2 separate regions of the Hordeum vulgare genome follow, and region 1 is linked to region 2. Evidence: chromatin contacts called from public Hi-C data. All regions are on one chromosome and are shown on one strand. Each heading gives the region's core, a stretch centred on a gene start, on an enhancer-like site or on the middle of the called end of the contact. The rest is flanking DNA. Distances are from core to core; before and after follow the strand shown. Region 1 holds the start of LOC123398398 (noroxomaritidine/norcraugsodine reductase-like). Region 2 holds the start of LOC123396412 (probable glutamate carboxypeptidase PLA3).

Region 1 (5,777 bases), core at 1,280-3,779, 130 kb before region 2:
TGTTCACATATCATCGTTTGATTTTAAATTTTTGTGCACAAATGCAAAAAAATGTTTTTTCTTTTAAATTTATTCACAAGTTGAAGCAATCTTTACATTTTCAAAATATATATATCATGGTATTCAAAAATCTTGGTAACTCAAAGATTTATTCTGAATTTCAAGAATTTTTTTAGAAAACATACAATAATAACTTGATCCATCCAACAGTTAATTCTTCAAAATTCACACAGGTATATTGACACAAAAACTTAGAAGCATTAATGTTTAACTACATACATTAGATCTTTCGTGAACAATTTTACAAATATGGGAACAATTTTAAAATCGAGAACATTTTTTACAATTTACAAACATTTACTAAATATCATAAAAATTATTTATATTTTGAACGGGTTTATTTTCTTTTGAATTGGCGACCAATTCAAGAAGAGACGAACATAATTTTTGATATTGAAGGATTTATTTTAAATTCACAATCATTTTTTGAAACGCATGAAGTTTTTCTGAATAAACAAACATTTTTATAAATCAGTAATATATTTATTAAATTCATGGACATTGTTTTGGAATTTGCAAAAAAATATAAAAAACCGGCGCTTTTTTTTGAATCCACAAACATTTTATGTTTTGAAAATTATTTAAATTAGAAATAAATTAAAATAAAAGTTTTTGTAATTATAAATTGTTTAAATTAGAAATAAAATAAAAATGGAACAGAAAATTTTAAATAAAAAAAGAAACTATCAAAGCAGGCATTAGCTATTTTTAAAATTTTTAGAACATTTTTAAAATGCATTAACATATTTTGAATTAGAAAGCATTCTGTTAAATGCATTTAATAATTTTTAATACATGAAATTGTATTAGAAATCATGGACTTTTCTTATTGTACTAACATTTTTCTTAAATTGCAAACATTTTATTGTATATGCGAGCATTTTTTACAAAACTCCGAGCAGTTTTTGAAGTCACAAACATTTTATTTTTTAAATATGTTGATTTATAATTTTCAGTTTATTAAAAATTTAAAGATTATTCTAAGTTCTAAATTATTTGAAATAAATTTTTTAAAACGGAACTGAAAATAAATAAATAAACGGAACTAAAAGCAGGCGCCTGTGCATGGATATTCTCCCAGCATGCAGAGGGTAATGTAGTTAGTTTTTACACGGGCCGGCCCAGTACAAGATTTTTCGCTTTGTGAAACGTTTTCTATTACTTACCGATGGCATGATGGTTAATTTATACAAACTTTAGGGATAATTTCCATGACGGACGACTAGAAACCGTATTTGCTTTGTTATTAGGGAGAGATATTCATTCATTTTACTCCGTACGTAGTTTTTTAATGAAATCTTTAAAAAGACCTATATTTGAAAACAAAAGAGTATATTCTCAAATTCGAACGAGGCCGTCGCGAGAAGAAAAACATTGTGGATCCAGCTAACAGAAGCATCAACTCGATCTGTGATCTGTAGGTGTCATGTGTGACCTTGTATTCTTTTATGTCAAGAGAGCAATTAATAGGGCAATATTTTCTTTTTCTTTTTCTAAAATAGGCTCAACAAGAGCCTGCTTTGAATTAACGAAGTCATCAAGTCACGAAGGATTACACAAGGCCACCATTACAATCATCGAAAAAGATAACAAACGGTTGAAAGATACAAGAGGGCACCTTGGTGAGCTCAGGGCATCTGCAATGGTGACCCAAAAATTTCCTCCGCAACCGTTCACGGATAGGGTGGTCAGTCCGCAAACACGGATGTGGAAGGCCGGGATCCGCATACATTTCAAAATTATGAATACATTAGACAAAATTTATACAAACAAGACGGCCTCCTTGGTTCCTCCGTGCTGTGAGCCTCCTTGGTTCTGCTGTGAGCTGATGATGGGGGCTGTCTGCAGTGCTTGGTGAAGTGTGTTGCCGGAAAAATGTCCGGACGCCGTGCATGTCAGCCAGAGCCAGCTCTTGCTCCTTGCCATGCAACGCCATGTGCCTTGGCGTTTTGCATGTAGTCTGTAACGATAAGTTAAACAAGCGTTTGAATTTGAAACACAAACGTAAGATAGTCTCGCGTTTCTATGTTGAGCTGCAACGCCACGGGCTCTCGCGTTTTTAAAAGGGTTAGATCTGAAAATACTTTCAGATTGAGTTCATCGTGTGATCATTTTACACCATGTGGGTCAAAACAGTGAAAAAGTCCAGCATTGCTATGCATAGTACGCAGCAGCTCGTGGGGCCGCCGTGGACGTACAACCGATGTATTTAAAAATTCGAGCGGGCACACATGAACTCATTGTCACACTAGATAAACGAGAAATGAATGAAACGGAGGTACGATCGTGCGTTGGAATTAGCCTTAGATGTCATTTTACTCTGGGATCCAAAGAGGCGATGGGACATCCGGCATGTGAGACGCGTGTTTCGGTGGCAGGAATGTGTGCATCCGGCATGTGTGGGCGTGGTCACTCCAACGTGGCCTGTTTGATCTTCACATTATCACATAATAAGAGAGAAAGTGACATCCACACAACAAGACACGCCGAGACACAGAGAAGGAGAAAGAGAGAGGGAGATGGCAGCCGCTGGAGTTAGCAGGGAGCAGAGGTGGAGCCTCGCCGGCGCAACGGCGCTGGTCACCGGCGGCAGCAGAGGAATTGGGTACGTACGTACGTTGCATGCTGCATGATGTATTCATGTAAGTATCGTATAAGCTGCATGCTAGAGTGGTGACTGGCATCAGACGGCAGGCACGCAATCGTGGAGGAGCTCGTCGGGCTGGGGGCGCGGGTGCACACCTGCTCCGAGAACGCGGTGGAGCTGGAGGCGTGCCGTCGGCGGTGGGAGGAGATGAAGCTTCCGGTCACCGTCTCCGTCTGCGACGTCTCCGTGCGGGCCGAGAGGGAGACGCTCATGGAGACGGTGAAGCAATCCTTGGACGGCAAGCTCGACATACTAGTAAGATCAGATCACTCTCTTTGATTGATTGATCAAGTTAATTTTCAGCTCGGATCATTATTTGGCACCAACTCTGTATCTATATGCAGGTAAACAACGTGGGACGGAATCTGGCGAAGGCGGCGGTGGAGTGGACGGCGGAGGAGTACTCGCATCTCATGTCGACCAACTTAGAGTCGGCCTTGCACCTGAGTCAGCTCGCACACCCCTTCCTCCTCCACGCCGCCATCGCCGGAGGAGGCAGCATCGTTAACATCTCCTCAATTGCAAGCTCACTTGGATACCCCACCCTCGCACTATACTGCATCACAAAAGGTATGCAAACCAAGGCTCTTGATCGATTTTTCTACGGCACAAGCCTCGAGTTCTTATTTATATTTCTTAAACACAATACGAAACGTGGACGCACGGAAATTGCTTTTGGCTCCTGAGCTTCATGGAGGCTTCTAAATTCAAACTCCAAATTTCATGCAAATTCTATCTTAATATTTTAAAAAATCTGAAAAAAAATACATAGATAGATGAAGGCTTCTAAATTCAAACTCCAAATTTCATGCAAATTCTATCTTAATATTTTAAAAAATCTGAAAAAAAATACATAGATAGATGAAGGTATAATACACAAGTGTGTAAATTTTCAGAATAAAATACGTTGAAATGAGGGCTGTGCAAAAAAGATAAATCTGAAACTTTTTAACACAGGTTACTATTCATCATTTCAGACCATGAATTTGTCTTTTTTATACAGGTCACGTTTCAAAGTATTTCGATCTGAAATTTTGCACGCACGCGGATCACATCCTTGTTTAGTTGTATATTTTTTCAGATTTTTAAAACTAAAAGTTTTGAATTTTGAATTTTTCAAAAATTTCGGCCTCCTTGACTCCCGGGAGCCAAACGCCGGTTCTCCGTGGACGCACATGTATATACACATACATTTATTTTTATAGACGCATGTACATCCCATCTTTATAAACATCTTCAAAAGATTTAATCGACACTGTACATCTATACATCGTCCGAAGGACTGTAATAAATTCAAAAGATACAAACATCAATATCAGATTAAAGACTTAAACTTTGATGTGATGGTTTCATAATAAACCTAACCATTGAGCTATGAGGCGAACCTGGCGTCTGCATTATCATGACACACACGACTACTTTTATACTTAGATGTGAGATATTATCTTTCATCTAAATGATATACGATATTAATAGTTAAATCTATAAGACTTCCGCAAAATATAATAAATCTCTAAAAGCATCTACAGCGGGAGGCCCAAACTTGTTCTTCGTTTGGGATGCTCTTAGAAATTTTGTGATTGAACGGCCGGCCCAGAGAAGGAGATGGGCATCCGTCTTGCGGTTCTCCGCTCCCGGGAGGAGGCTCGTGCACTATAGCACAGGACTTCTACTGACGAAAATCCATTGCGTATGCCAAATGGCACATGGATCCGGCGCTAGGTGTGTCGTTGCCGCCTCATCATAGGCGGTGCCGTCCGTTTGGCATCTGAACGCGGTGGCGGATGCACATCCACTCTATTGATGCGGACGCGCCATTGACTTTGTTCGATGAAAACATGTCGTTGCGTGCCCCCGTGCGAGGCAGTGGGCGCGGGAGGTGGCGGAATCCCTCGCAGCGGGGGATATTGGAGGCAAAGTCGCACTCTTCGATGCCTCGTATAGACTATACGGTATGGTGAACCACTACGGGCGTCGCAATCACTTTGTGGTGGATGTCGGCTCCTTCTAGGAGGGATCCGTTATCGATCTCACATCCATCGACACAGTTCGGGTCACGGGCTCCGATGAGGAAGAGTAGGACATGAAAGACGGCGGGAGCTCGACTCTCGTGGCCGGCTAGTGCCCGATGTCCTACTCTACCTCGTCGGCGACTGGTCCGACGGTGCGACGGTGCAAGGGGCGCAGCCAGCCGCCGGACCACATGGCGGAGCCAGCTAAGCTCCGCTTAAATATTACTACCTTGCATCTAATAGTATGAATTTGTGATTTTTAATTTAAGGTCTTTGATTATAGAGTGCATTATTTGAGACTTGACAGACCACTGTCCGCCCGGGTCCACAAGCCTTTTGAGGGATTGGATTTGCCAATTTTAATTGTTCTAAAATTGAACTAAGTTGTTCCTTTGGAATTATTAATATATTATTATCTCACGCATGCAGGAGGAATTAATCAGCTCACGAGGAGCCTTGCTGCCGAGTGGGCTCCAGACAAGATTCGTGTCAACTCCGTCGCTCCGGGTGGGATCAATACCGAGCTGCAAAAGAGTGTACGCACCAAACACCACATGAAAAATATAAATGCATAAGCCTAAATATTTCACCAGACTAATTTATACAAATAAGTCCTTATAATGGGACATTTTAATATACTCTTCTGCTTCTTTTTTCGAAATGCGACTTTTACTTTTCATATTTTCTACTCCCTCTGTCCGGGTTTATTATGACTTCTCATATGTTGTGTTAAAATTTGACCATGCATTTGTGTCAAAAAATATGAGTCATATGTAGTAAAAACGTTACATTTGAAGCTTCTTTCAAATACAACTCCAACAATATAAATTTCGTGAGATAGCAATTATGTTTTGCAAATCAAACATGCGGTCCAAGTTTGACCTAAATGCCTAAATTACAGGAAACCTTATAAACCCGGACCGAGATAATATTGTACATCTTAATTGCCTAGCAAATCGTTGATGCTTAAAGAACTGGTAATTGTTGGATCGAATTTAACAGGTGGATCCGGAGGTCACTAAAAGTACACTGTTGCGAACTCCAATGCATCGACTTGG
Region 2 (6,153 bases), core at 2,868-5,367:
TATTAGGTGTCCCTGATACGATAGTCAGGGGAGAGGCTTCCTTGAACAGCATGTCAGAGAGAATTGTTTGCATCCTCAATATGCTTTTTTCACATAATTGTTTCTGTACTTCAAACTCCTTGTTCACATGGACAGCAAACACCTATGCTAACAATTCACAAGCATACCGCAGCGGAAAAGGGACATATCTGGGGCTCTCATGGTGGCAAATCAGCCTGGACACGGTCCGGTTCGGTCCGGTCCCGGTCCGGTCCGGCGTTTGGACCGGCCACCGGCGGTCCGGACCGGACCGGACCGAGCTCTCCAGCGGGTTGCTTTCCAAGGACCGGACCGTTTTAGAGGTGGCTCGGTCAAGCTTTTCTGGACCGACTGGACCGATTCCAGAACAAGGTCCAGATGCCGTTTACTCCTATTACAGCAACAGCAGCAGACTTTCAGTACCAACAACAGCAGAATTACAGCAGCAAAAAAAATACTTGATGCATGTCCAGATGTCCTGATCCTCGTCGGCATATATTATAGCAGCAGCAGCAGAATTTCAGTAGCAACAGCAGCAGAATTTCAGTAGCAACAGCAGCAGGATTACAACAGCAAGAACTATAGACGGAATTCAGGGTTCACTTATTCATAGTTCACCAAACATTCTGCACAACAGCATAAGTTTCAAAACAAGCTGGTAACACTGCATAACAGTACTGTAGAAACAAAGACACCCACAACTCCCACTAAGGCACCAAGACTTGTTAACCCAGAAACAGAAGCACAATCTCCAGGAGCTTGCTGGCACCAGCCCACCACGGATCGGGAGCACCACGGAATCACGGATCCACCACCACCAGCCACCAGTAGCAGTGACACTAGAGACTAGACTGAAAGAAAATACATCACCTACTCTGAAGTCTGAACCAGTCAAGCAGAGAGGGAGGGAAGGCGGCGAGCCCGCGAGGTTACCTCTTCCTCCTCGTGTTCGTGGAGCTCGGCGAGGAACCAAGGAAGGCGTGATCGACGGTGTGCTGGCCTTGCTGCGACCCCGGCGTGCAGGTGCAGCAGGTGCTCGGCGAGAAACGGAAGAAAGATGTATTGTCTGACGAAACTGAATTCTAACAGTTTCCCGCTAGGACTGACGAAACTGTATTTTTTGAAACTTCGACAACAGCTGTAAACTGACATGGTCAACGGCAACCAGACGAGGAGGAGGTACTCTACTACGGGAAGATGAAACAACGATGGTTTAGAGGTTACCTTTCAGATCAATAGGATCGTGTGGAGGTGGAACGCATCTGAATAAAAGGAAAACTGCTCTTGTTGGACTCGGTCCGCTCGTTTGGCCCGGTTAAAGACCGGACCGGACCGAACTTTTTTCGGTCTGGATTACTGGGCCCGGACCGGCCTGTTTTGCTGTCGGGCCTGGACCGAGCGGGCCACGAGCGGGCCAGAAAGCCCGCTCGGTACGTCCAGGCTGAGTGGCAAACAACAAGGCCCCATAGTATCTTCTTCTTCTGCTGCTGTGCTGGTTGTTTGGACTCGGCCTCGTCATCCTCTTTACTCTCATTAACCACAACAGCCATGACAAGGGATGCAACCGAGTTCATGTTCTCCATATACTGAAGGTGACAGCTGTGTGCTGCCCTGAGTGATGAACCACACAAGCTAATATCAAAGGGGAGTGCCTCATCTTCGATGACCTTTAGGGTTCTTGCGCGGACATCGCAAATCATCCGCACTTTGTTCTTCATGAACAGAAACCTAGCTGCTTGAGGTATATCAGTGGCTGGATAGTGCAGGCCGAGATAAGGCTCAAGGCCAGGCTTTGTGATCTCGGCAAAGACCTCGCCATGGTTGTCTTCATGGAACTTATAAGCCATAACGCTATCATACCCTGTAAGTTCAAAGACTTCCTTGACCACAGCGTTGCATAGCAGCTCCATGCTTCCACCTGGCAGTGCCTGGATCTTGGAGATTGCCTTGACAGCAAGCTTGTAAGACTGCAAGGCCCCAGCAGCAGTGGCAGGAAATTCTGTGGGGTTTACAGGCTCAAAGTCTACCACCAAACAACCGGTTGCTCGATGAACAATGGCATAGAAAGGCTTTACATGTTACATTTGAGTTCTTGTTACATTTGAGCATTGCATTTTAAAGTAAAGTTTCAGCCATTACATGTTAATACTTCATATGCAGGAACGTGGCGAGATGGTGGGCTCCAAGGCCATGGAGATATTGTTGCCCCTGCAGCTTGAGATGTAATTGGTCCAAATGAATAACCACCATTTCGAAGGGTTAGTAGATGATGCTCAATGCCATAAACCTGCATTGATCTTCACTCATGTCATCTGATAGAAGCCTATTAAATTTCGATTAAATTTTACTGTATGTTGTCGATGATGTAAGTGGAGATAGGAAGGTCCCAAAAAATTAAAAATTGCGGCACAAAGGGGACGGTCACCAATGATTTACATGATGATATCTTTGCTAGGCAACTCCGCTTAGAATTAAGATCACTTAATAAGGTTATGATATCTTTTCCATGTGTGTAGAATTATTAGCATGTGTGACGACATTTACAATTTGATTGTCTGTTTTGTTGACTATGTTGGCAATTCATTTGTATAATAATATGTTCATTACATATCCTGAACAAGGAGTGAGATAATTAGTTCCTGAAGCTTCTGTGTTGGGATGCACATGCCGTAAGAAAAACCGTAGCTGACATCGCCTTCTCCCCTAATAATAAAGCGCGGAGCGCTTCTGTCGTCCGTCGTGGCTCTTTTGCAGAAAAGTACCTCTTTTTTCAAGTAATTAACCCGCAGTCCTTCTGTAAGGCACACCAAACCGTTTTTCCGTGCATATTTACAAGCAACCCCTTATAGTTTCTTGAAATCAACCCGCTCCGCTCTTAATGACGCAACGCGGTCGAGCGAGGAGGGGGCATAGGAGCTATCATTGCAGCTCGCGGAGCTCGGAGAAGGAATGGCCGCCTCCTTGCCAGGTGATGGAGCAGCAGGGCCGGTGCACAGTGGCACTCAGTTGATCGCTAGATCTGGCGTTCATCAGCCAGTTGCAACGCGACTCGCTGCGTATGGGCTCCTGGCTGAAGGTCGGCCTGCGCGCGGGAGCGCCAGCCCGCCCAGGCTCCGCACGATGGCCACGGCTGTGTCGGCCGACACCGGCATGGGCGGGATCGTCGGGAACCGCCGCCTGACCGCCTCGTGGTCGAACCCTAGCCGCTCCGCGCCGTCCGTCGCGGCCCAGCCGGGCGTGAGCGGGTCGCCCGGGCCGCCGAGAAGGACCGCGCCCCTCTCGACGCCGCCGTCCGCATGGCCGGCGATGAGCACTGTGACGGCGGCCTTTTCCGCGGCGCGTGCCACCACCCCGCCGCGATACCCACCCCCGCGGACTGCAACGGCGATGCGGCCGCGGAGGGACACCCCGAGCCGGTCGAGCGCGGCCAGGTCCTCCTCCCGGCCCAGGTTGACGAACACCGCCTCGGCCACGGCCGCGCCGGAGGGAGAGTACGCATGGTAGGGCCGCACGACGCGGCGGTCCGGGTCCGCCGGCTCGTTCGTCGAGAGGCGCGCAAGGAGGGAGCGGTCGGCGGCGAGCAACGCGAGGGAGGTGTGCGCCCGGTACGAGAGCAGCGGCGCGTACTCGCGGGTGAGCGTGCGGAGCCCCGCGGCGCGGAACCGCGCGTGCACGTGCGCGGCCACGCCCGCTGCCCCGGGCGTCCCCGCGAGGTGCAGCCCGGCCGTGAGCGCGCGCAGGTCGGCGGCGATGCTGGCGTTGGCCCCGGGGGAGAGGGAGAGGAACAGCGCGGCGGGGTCGGCGCCGGAGCGGGCCCCCGGCGGGCGGCCGTGGAGGACGAGCAGGGAGACGAGGAGCAGCAGGCCGAAGGGCAGGAGGACGCGCGCGAGGCGGAGCGGCTGCCGCGGCGAGGAAGGCCACGAGGAGGGGTGCGGCATTTCGCGGCGGCTGGGCGCGTGGGGGCTCCGAGTGTCAGCGGGCGTCGGCGCGCCCACCACCCGTGCGCGGCTTTTACGGCCATGGAAAGGTGGCCGTTACCAACTTTAGTGCGGCTCGCCATCGTAGCACGCTGTACTGTGTACTCTACCCTACCACGGTATACCGGTGGTCTATACGTAAGTTACAGATGGGATTGGGAAGATGCGCAGCATGGCATGCTCGCTCTCGCGTCTCGCCATTGCCGTTTCTTCGGATAAGTACGCTGCACGATGTACGCTGCATGTAGGACGTAGGAGTACTAGGCTTTACTACGAGGGAGCGGGGTCCCGGGGGGAGCTTCCACTGGGAGGGAGCAAGTGCCGGCGGCGGGGCCGGCTGCGTCGCGCGGATTGGCGGGCTGGGGCGGTGCGCGGCGCACCTCGGTCCACTAGCGAGCTCCGTATTTGCGACGTGCCGACTACCGAGAGCAGAGGACAGGGACCGGCGCACCTGTGGGTTGTGGCGGGTCGGTGCGTTTTGGGCTCGCTCTCGCTCATTGCCTGTGGATGGAAGAATGGGACGTGTTGATGGAGCTTTATGTCACTCCTCACTTAGGATGGGACTCTAGCTAGCAGAGACTGTCAAGTGAGCAGTTGGCGTTTACTGCTCTGTTCAATCCGGTGTCCCATGTTGTTTACTCCTCTTACATTTATATTTGTTTCCCGCAATTTTTTATTTATTTATATCTGTTCCTATAGTTATATTTGTTTGTGTGTGTTTTAATACGGTACAGTCGAAGTCGCTCCTATCCTTATGAATGAATGTATATCTTTGTAGATGAAATTGTCTTATTCTACTGAACGTACATTGTTGAAAGACCTGAAATTAATTCAGAAAAATATGAACATCAATGTCTCAAACTTAAAACTCTTATGAGTAAGGAATATCACAATTCTTCTAACCATCCAACCACAAGTTAATTCATTTATACTTGCTTATGTTACGATGTACACATGCATGACATATTAGCACTGCACTATTTGTAATTATATTGTACTACATGTGTTTTTGTGTTGATAAAGATGTATTCTCTTTCGAGTTGTTAAGGTTTTCGATTTGGTTTCACACGCAAACGGAATCATGGTTTTAGACTTAGTTCTCCATATAAATCAATTCAATTTCCTTTTAAATGGAGATTAATATACAAGGGGAGATCACCCCCACCCCCCACCCCCTATAGGCATATTAAAAAAATAAATCCATAATCCATATGATATACTTTCTTTGTTCTTAAATATAAATCTTTTTAAAGATTACACTTTGAACTATATACAGATATATATAGACATATTTTAAAGTATATATTTACTCATTTTGTTTCGTATTTAGTCTTCTATTGAAATATCTAAAAAAGACTTATATTTAAGAACGGAGGTAGTAGCCGGCACTATGTGTCGTGTTGGGTGGATCTTGCACATGAGATCGATAAAAGTGTGCCCTTTTGCTTGGTATAGCTACGTTGAGGCTTAATTTAAGGGCATTCACTCCTTTCATGTTTTAGCATTGCATCTTGTTATCAGCCTCCAATAATCAACAAGTGATTTTGAATGCATAGTGATTGGTATCGAATTCACTTTGGCAGTTCTACTGAAAAATTGCATTTCCTTGCACTCTAAAATTAAGGGATTTTTTACTATTTTTCAGCGAAATCAGTAAAAGTTCCTTACGCATCCATGCCACTCAAGGTAAAAATAATAATAATATCCATAGGGTCCAAAATAAGCTCGTTGGAGCTAGGAAAACCATATCCTCAAAATCATATCAATAGTTTTGCAGAAAAACCTTTAAGTCTCATAATTTCACAAAGGAAATACCAATAGATATTTATAGGACTTCTCAAAACCTACTATAAACAAAACGACATATACTTTATTAATAATGTACATGATTCAGGGTTTCATGCAAAACAAGAATGCTCCCACCCCCACCCACCCACCCAATAATATTCTTGACTTTTGTAAAAGATGTTTGAGCAAGATCTTTATTTTTCACGGCACAAGTATTCTTTTTTTTATACACAACTTTAGGGAAAAGCTTGAAACTAGAGTTTAACAAGTAGGTTGTACTTGTTGAATTTTATTAGCCTTAGAATCTTAGGGATCAAAGTTATATTATCATAGTTCAATCTATTTACGAGTCAACTTCTTCAAGGACTTC

What was found. Hi-C and Micro-C count contacts between places; a contact is called where the count stands out from the background.
Region 1: a Hi-C map of leaf shows a contact between it and region 2, with 4 times the contacts expected there. The contact joins the promoter of LOC123398398 here to the promoter of LOC123396412 in region 2. A contact is called at or near these places in 2 of 6 Hi-C or Micro-C datasets (leaf and seedling).

What each region holds. Positions count from the first base shown.
Region 1 is chr5H:14,604,494-14,610,270 of MorexV3_pseudomolecules_assembly, reverse strand. It overlaps LOC123398398 (noroxomaritidine/norcraugsodine reductase-like), which reads left to right and starts at 2,529. Exons shown (of 5, transcript XM_045092874.1): 1 at 2,529-2,665; 2 at 2,755-2,962; 3 at 3,052-3,277; 4 at 5,149-5,255; 5 at 5,722-5,777. The coding sequence starts at 2,580.
Region 2 is chr5H:14,476,273-14,482,425 of MorexV3_pseudomolecules_assembly, reverse strand. It overlaps LOC123396412 (probable glutamate carboxypeptidase PLA3), which reads right to left and starts at 4,117. Exons shown (of 1, transcript XM_045091356.1): 1 at 2,582-4,117. The coding sequence starts at 3,956. The coding sequence ends at 3,048. It also overlaps the pseudogene LOC123396198.